Linked DNA regions of Macaca fascicularis: region 1 is linked to region 2. The links are chromatin contacts, called in public Hi-C maps. All regions are on one chromosome and are shown on one strand. The core of a region is the stretch at or near the end of the contact, and the rest is flanking DNA. Distances in the headings are between cores, read along the strand shown.

Evidence for each region. Hi-C and Micro-C count contacts between places; a contact is called where the count stands out from the background.
Region 1: a Hi-C map of liver shows a contact between it and region 2, with 2.4 times the contacts expected there. The contact joins the enhancer-like site here to the promoter of SSBP2 in region 2. A contact is called at or near these places in 2 of 2 Hi-C or Micro-C datasets (liver and skeletal muscle).

The regions. Positions count from the first base shown.
Region 1 is chr6:85,776,926-85,780,592 of T2T-MFA8v1.1, forward strand. No RefSeq gene overlaps it. Among named protein-coding and RNA genes, the nearest start is that of ATG10, 97 kb to the right of the region's middle. Within about 2 kb of position 1,581, at least 6 of the 6 cell types and tissues checked have an H3K27ac peak or open chromatin away from gene starts, as enhancers often do. A contact at or near this core is called in liver, where this site is marked.
Region 2 is chr6:85,676,816-85,680,424 of T2T-MFA8v1.1, forward strand. It overlaps SSBP2 (single stranded DNA binding protein 2), which reads right to left and starts at 1,369. Exons shown (of 17, transcript XR_012413812.1): 1 at 1,299-1,369. LOC135971320 (a long non-coding RNA gene) reads left to right here and starts at 1,788. Exons shown (of 2, transcript XR_010587429.1): 1 at 1,788-2,237; 2 at 3,429-3,609.

The sequences.
Region 1 (3,667 bases), core at 331-2,830, 100 kb after region 2:
GAGAACAATAAAGCGGAAGGAATTGAAGTCAATTGGCTGCTGGATTGCATTAGCAGGACTCAGAGAAGGGGCACTTGCTGAGGGTGGTGCCTGGATTCTTGGCCGCTGCCCTTGTGCCAACTAAGCTGGGAGATCCAGAGTCTGAGGGAATGAGAAAAGTTCACCCAAGTCCAACAAGTTGGGGAGGCCTGCGACGTGCAGACACCCAAATTGGAGACCGTGTGTGCTGCAGCCATTGCAGCTCCAAGTGTAATTTAGTTGATTTACGGCTAATATGTGCAAATATTAATTAAGGTTTCAGTGAGTGACCATGATAGGCAGAAAAACAGGAAATACATCAGAAGGTGTGCTGGAACACTTTGCAAAGAAAACAGGAGGAAAAGCAAAAGCAGTGGCCTCTGGCAACTGGGCAGAGTATTGGGGGAGTCTCAAAGTGGACCTGCCTGGTGAAGGCATGGAGGTGGGGGAGGTGGAGTAGAGAATAGAGAAGAGAATAGCTGAGTCTAGAGAGGGCATCACTGACACCTGCCCAGCAGCTCTGCAGCCTTGAATTTGGCAGTGTGGTCCCGATGCCTGCATGGAAGGCTTGTTGGACCCAGCTTGAGAGCTTCCTAAAATATCCTTGGGCCTGATGCAATATCACTTTGTGATGGCACTGCATTGCGATGTGGTGACAGGATAACCTGGTTGGAGAGGGAAGGCCTTTTATGTCTTCATATAATTTCATCTGAGAGAGGCCAAATGAGCCCAGCACTCCCAAAGGAGAATGGGTGGGTTAGAAGAGTGGTTAAGCTCTCTGATGTGGAAGGAATAGAGTTCCCACCCACCTACCCCCAGGACAGAAGGGTAGATGCCTGGGAGATGCTAGTTAGGAGAAGGGAAACTCCGGAGGACAGCCCCAAGGGGCCTCTCAGCAGTTCACAGGGGCTCTAAAATGCTAAGGGGAGGAAGGGCGGTGTTAAAATCAGCCTTCACCCTGGAGAAGGCAGCACAAAAGAACAGGGCAGCTTCCCCCTAGAATATGCCCTCTGAGTAAGGGAAAAGGAGTTGGACTGGGAAAGGAGAGATGACACAGGCCTGGTGTGGAGAAAGCCACCAGGAGCTCCAGCACTCTCCAAGGTTTGGCCTAGGTCATCTCCAAATAAAAACAGTTTACCTAGCTCTAGGCAAGCCCTTGTTCTGCATAATGATTTGAATTTTAAAATGTGACTTAAACCTTGCAAAGGAATGCAACTCTTTTCTCCCTCCCCCAGGCCATTCTATCTTTCTTAGAGGGCCAGAGGTGGATCAGAGGGAGGAGGGTTTAAAATTTTAGCCCCTTTACCAAAACATGGAAAGTGTCAACCACTAACTCTCCCGCCATCCCCGCCCCCAATGCTCAAAGTGTTCAAAACTAAAAGCTACAGCATCTTTTCAGCAAGTAATCAGCACAAGTTGAAAGGCACATGCTGTTGCATTTCTGATCAGATTGTATGTTAAGCAAGAAAATATACCCCCACCCCAATCCTTTTTGGCTAAATGCATGTCTGTTTAAAGAAGCCACCAGGCAGTGCCTCTCACTTTGTCTTGGCAGGGCACAACCATCAGACGAAGTGGGAGGAAGAAACATTAACTTCAACAGCTGTTTCTTGACCCCGGCTGTCAGTCTTCCCAAGAATAAATTTTGGAGAGTCCTATTTGAAACAAAGAGGGAGTTTTGGGGGAGAGAAAAGTTGGTTGGTTCCAGGGCGGCCGCCCAAAGAAGCAGGGAACAAGATGTTTGCAGTTACCACGCAGCCTGCAAGCCTCTGCCGGGTGCAGGGATGGAGCAAAGTAACTTGAAAGCTCCCCTCTCGGCGCCCTGTGCCTGCAGCTTCCCCCCCTAACGCGCGCCCAGATCCAGCGCCGGTGGTAGGAGCCGTAGCTCGACTACAGTAATTCCCCAGCTCGGGCGGCTTGAAACTGCTCGGGCTGAATAGCATTTGCTGTTCCGTCCTGCGACCGCCTCCCGCCGCGGCTGCCGCGCTCCCTGCAAAGCAGCTCTCATTATCCCGGAAGTTGTGCTGACACAGTCTCGCTGCCACCAGAAGTTTGTCAACATCAAACTTCTCCTGTGTGGGGTACGTTCACCTTCCACGAGTATTTAATCGAGCCAACAAGCAAACAAACAAACCCAAATAAACCTGCCCGTGATGTTATGGTCTTTTTTTTTTTTTTTTTTTTTTTTTTTTTTTTTGCTTTCCTGGAAAGCTGGAGCTGTTAGGAATGTGCTGGTGGGGTCTGAGAGTGCCTGTGGGGTTGGTTGGGGGCGGGGGTGGGCGGGTGGCGATAAGGGGGACGGCCCCCCGGGTAGGGAGTGAGGAAGGGGCTGCGAAGGCGGCAGGCGGGCAGCTAGAGCTGGGGGCGGGGAGGGGGCTGGGGGCCGGCGAGTAGGTCCTGCAGCCTCTTGGCTGCCGCTTGTTTGGAGGATGTACGGACAGGGGCGAAGGTGGCTTTGGGTCCCCCGACCCCGCAACAAAGGTTATTTGGAAGTGATGGCGAGGCAAAGCTGGGAGGGCCGGGACGCCCACTGTGCTCTCCACAGTCCTGCAGGACATTTCTGCAGACATCTCACGGCATCTTTCGGAATAAAGGGCATTGGGGTCATAAAATGTATTCTGAGACTTAAATTGCAACATGAAAAAAAAATCCATAGGATTGGAGGGCCGGGATATACCATCATTTCTGTCTTTGAGAGGTCTGTTCTGATACCTTGATTAAGACCATTTGGTCTAAGCTTAACTGACTCCCTCGGCGTTTAGTTCAAGTTGCAGCAGCACAGTTTGATGTTTGTGGTTTCCAGTTGCTCCCCTGCTGAGATGCTCCAGGTGCTCCCCCAGCTCCTGGGGACTCTGATTAACCCTTTCCGTTCCATAGTTTTACCCGGACAGGGTCAATCCCGCTCAGATGATGGAGAGGACAAGGTCGGCCTTGCAGAGTTGAGACACAGGCATTCATGAAGTGGTGCTACTTGGGGGCCACAGGCTTTTGTGGAGGAGCTGGAACTTCAGACACTGAGAATAACTTTGTATCTGCTTTGGAAAGCCACTTGTACTGCACTGAAACAGGGGAGAACAGAAAGGGGGTTACGGTAATACCCCACGTGATGTCAAGGCAGATGGGGCGGCTGAGTTCAATATCTGTCCACTTGTGGGTGCAGCAACACTCCTCTACTCTTCAAAAATAAGTCGGAGTGAGTAAATATCTCTGAAGAGATTAATATTACTCATTATCCCACTATGATATTGTGGGAGTGGGGAGGCAGGTTTCATCCATTTAGGAAGCCAGGAGCTGAATCTTCTCTTCTTGTTGGTAATCTGTTAGTGACTATGTTTTTAGAAAAATTAGGTCTACAGTCATGTATCTTCAATAACAAGAAGCAAGATGCTTTCCCCTCTTTTTCAAACTGCCCTAAACTGTAAAACTGTACTAGTCCCAAGGGGTCAGCTTACCTTAAACAAAAAACAAAATCTGAAGAAAATGTAACCCGGGCGTTTCTTGAAACTGGAAGGTACTTTGGACAAACAGAAATCAAAGGGATTCAAATACAGTTATAGAGCAGGCAGTCCTTAAAAGCGTGCGCGTGCACACACACACACACACACACACACACACACGGTGGTGGGGGGTGGTGGGGGTGGTGGCAGGG
Region 2 (3,609 bases), core at 119-2,618:
GGAGGGGGGTTCTTCCTCAGTGGTCACAGTCACTATTCGTTCTCATTTTTAGTAACAACCAAATCACCGTTACAAGTGCACAAGAATAGCAGCAAACCGCTCTGCTTTGCAGTGTGCCGTGACAGTGGTATCCCGGGCCGGGAGGGGCTCTGTTCTCGCCAGCCGCCTCTTGGGCTCCCACCGAAGTTAACACCTGTATCTCCCCACAACTGTAACCAAGCGGCTCCTTCCCACCTGAACGCTTCTCCCCTCCCACAAACCCCTTTTCGGACCACTGCCCCTCCCCGCCGCAGCTGCCCTCCTCGGGCGCCCCCGGCGGCTCCCACAACTCCCCTCCGCGCGCCCCCGACCACCGCCCCGCCGGGCCCGCCCCTCCCACCGCTCGGGGGCTGCCAGCCTCACAAAAAGTTCGCCAGCCGCCGCCGCGGAGTTGGGTCCGCTGCGAGAGGCAGAAACGCCAGCCTCCTCCAGCGGATCCGGCTCCTCGTCAGCACACTTTAGCTCCCCGGGAATTCGTCCCTCTCCGACTCCCAAACTTCTGCGGCGTCTCCGGCGCCCACCCGCCCCCGCCCCCGCCCCCGCCCCCGCCCCAGCCCCGCGCGGCCCGAGGGACTGCGGGCGCCGAGTCAGTAGCTGCCCAGGAAAGCCCGGACGCCCACCCAGCCCACGCCCTCCGCGCCCCGCGCGCGTCTCCGCGCCCCGCGGGGCCCCGCTCGGCCGCTCCACGCCCGGCTTCCGCCCGCCGCGCGCCCGGCACCGCCGCCCTCGCCTCGCCCCGCGCTCGCGGCCCTGAGCCCCAGCGCCCAGGCCCCCGCCGCCGCGCTCCCCGCGCGGCCCTCCCCGACCCCGGCCCCGACCCTGGCCGGCCCGCCAAACACCCACATTCCCACCGCACGCCTTCCTACACGCAGCTGCCCCTCCCGCCACCCCCGGCGGCTCCCCGGGTCCCCGGAGCCCCGGACCCCAGCTCTAAAGTTACTTTGGAAGGTGAACCCGCGGGTTATTTCCCTCAATCACCCAAACAAGTTTCCATCCTCGCCACCAGCACCACCGCCGCCCCTCAACACACCCGCTCCCTCCCGCCGACAGCCCCCTGCGGCCGCCCGCCCCGCGCCCGCACCTCCAGGGAAAGCGCCGCTCCCCGCACCACACGCCCCCATCGCGGCACCCCTCCCCCTGCCAGCCCACCCCCGGCGCTCCCCGGGCGGAGAGTGTCTGTGTCTCCCAGAGTGTGCGAGTGCGTGCGTGAGTGTGCGCGCGTGTGAAGGCGGAGGTGGGTGAGAAGCGGAGACACTTACTTCTCCCGGGCCTGGCTGTCGGACGGGACGGCGCTGCTGTTACTCTTGCCTTTGCCGTACATGCTTGTGCCGAGAGCAGCTCCCACTGTCACGCACCTGTCAACCCATCACAGCCTCCCCGGGAACAGCCCCGTCCCCATGGCGACCCACGCAGCCACCCCCACTATTGGCCGCCCCACGCCAAAGCTCCGCCCCCTTCGCCCAGGCAACGCGCGAGACTGACAGGCCTCCCCCTCCCTCCGGCCTTCCGAAGCGCGCGGTGGCGGCTACAGCCTCAGCGGCAGTCTCCTCCCTCCTTCCCTCCCTCCCCGGCTCCCTCCCTCCCTCCTTCCCTCTCTGCTCTCCTCCCTCCACCCGCTCTCCTTCCCCCTCCCCCCTCCGAACCCGGGCGCAAGGGGGGAATTAGAAACTGCTCTAGAAGGATTTTAAACAACTGGCTGTTCTCTCTGCCGCCACCCCTCCCCCCGCGCCGCCCGCGCTCGGCTCCTCACTGGAGAGAAGGCGCCGGGAGGAGGAGAAACTGCGGCCTGGAGTCTCCGGCCGGAGCCGGCGGAGCTGGAGCCGTGGCGGCCCCAGACTTCGGGGCGCCCGCCGAGTCTACAGACAGAGCCACGGCCCCAGCCGCCCTGGGGCCCCGATCAGCCCCTCTCCCGCTTCTCTCCTATGCGTGACCCCGCGCCGGTACCCACGATTGATTTCTGCCGTCCTCAGCCCTACCCCCTGGGTTGTCGCCCCCGCCTTGTTCCCAGAGGGCCGGCTGGCGAGGGACACCCGCGCTATTCCCTCGACCTTCTGACTGAGCGGCCGGTAGCGACTCGCCTTCTCTCCTGGGGAAGGACTGCACCTCCGGCCCTCGGCGCCGCTGCGGTGGCGGCGCCCGGGGCCGCACCCTACGCCTCAGGGGAGCACCCGGCCTGGGGTCGGCCTCCTCTGTAAGAGGTGAGCGGACCTCCCGAGGAGGCCCGGTGACTCCTGCGGCCGCAGCGGCCCCTGCCCTAACCCCTCCTTGCACGGAGCCCCGCGGCGCCCTAGACACCCCGCCAGATCTGCCGCAGAAGAGGGCCCCAGGCTTCCCCACCCGGCCTGGTTTAACAGTTTGGGTCGGTGATGGCTATTCATCCTGACCCCTGGAGTGGAAAAGGCCAGAAAAGGTCTTGAAAGACTTCCCTGTCCTTGCCCGTTAGAATAGGCCCCAGGGCGCCCCAAGGTGTACAAAGCTGTGCCAGGGCTGAAAGGCTGCCCGAGAATGTTTCTGTATCCAAATCCCTAATCCCATTTCAGTAAACGCGCAAAAGTTTCAGAAACACACACAACCTGGTTCCCAGTAGAACTCTGCATCCTTTATGTTGTTGAAATGTTTGTAAAATCAGACGGGTGCAAATGGGGTTAGAAAGAAGATGGGCTTCACACGGGGAAGAAGGGGACAGATGGGGGTGGGACAGGGAGACATCTGGAAAGGATGAAAAGACAAGAAGTAGCTATGGGAGGAGAGGGAAATAGGATTCGCGTGGAGGAAAGTACAGTTCTATTCCACACACATACAGCTTTAAGCATTTAGTAGTAGGATCATAAAATGCATATGGAGATATAGAGATAGATGGAAAGGAAAGAAATGGGTGTGAGCATTGACAGAAGTGATAGGAATAAAACATCAACACAAGATTAAGGAAGGGCAGTTAGCAAAAATGAGAGGTCGAGAATCAAAAATGGGGTTGGCAACCAAACATAAAGACGGGAAAATGAAGAGGACGTAGTTTCTACACTGGTGTTAAGGAAAAGGAAAAAAACATGGGGAAAGGGAGGTATAAAAAGATGAGAAGACTAGAAGATACAGGATTAAATGAAGAAGCCATAGAATGTGATAGCAAAAGATTAAAAGTAGTAGAGGACAAACATTATCGTTAAAAAAAAAAAAGATATAAAAAGCACTTTTATTAAAAGGACAAAAATTAAGCCAATAAAGGAAATGAGGAGGGGAAGTGGGGGAAAAAATACATTGGCTTAAGTAGATTAATTTCCAAGAGATGTAATTTGCCATTTCTAACTTAAGAATTCTCCTCTCTGTTTCTAATGACCTAGAGTGATTGGGTGGTTGGGATATGGCATTCATACTCTCCTTTTTGTTTCTAGTGACCTGCAATGATTGGGTGATTGAAACGAAGCTGAGCCAGTCAGCCTCTCTTAATGAACTTTTTCTCAAAATGCTCAAATGTGTATAAGGTTGCCACAGTTTACAGACTCAACTTTAAGGTTAGCATTGTGTAATTTGTTGTTCAATTATCTACTTCCATTGGCTTTAATCCAGAAAATT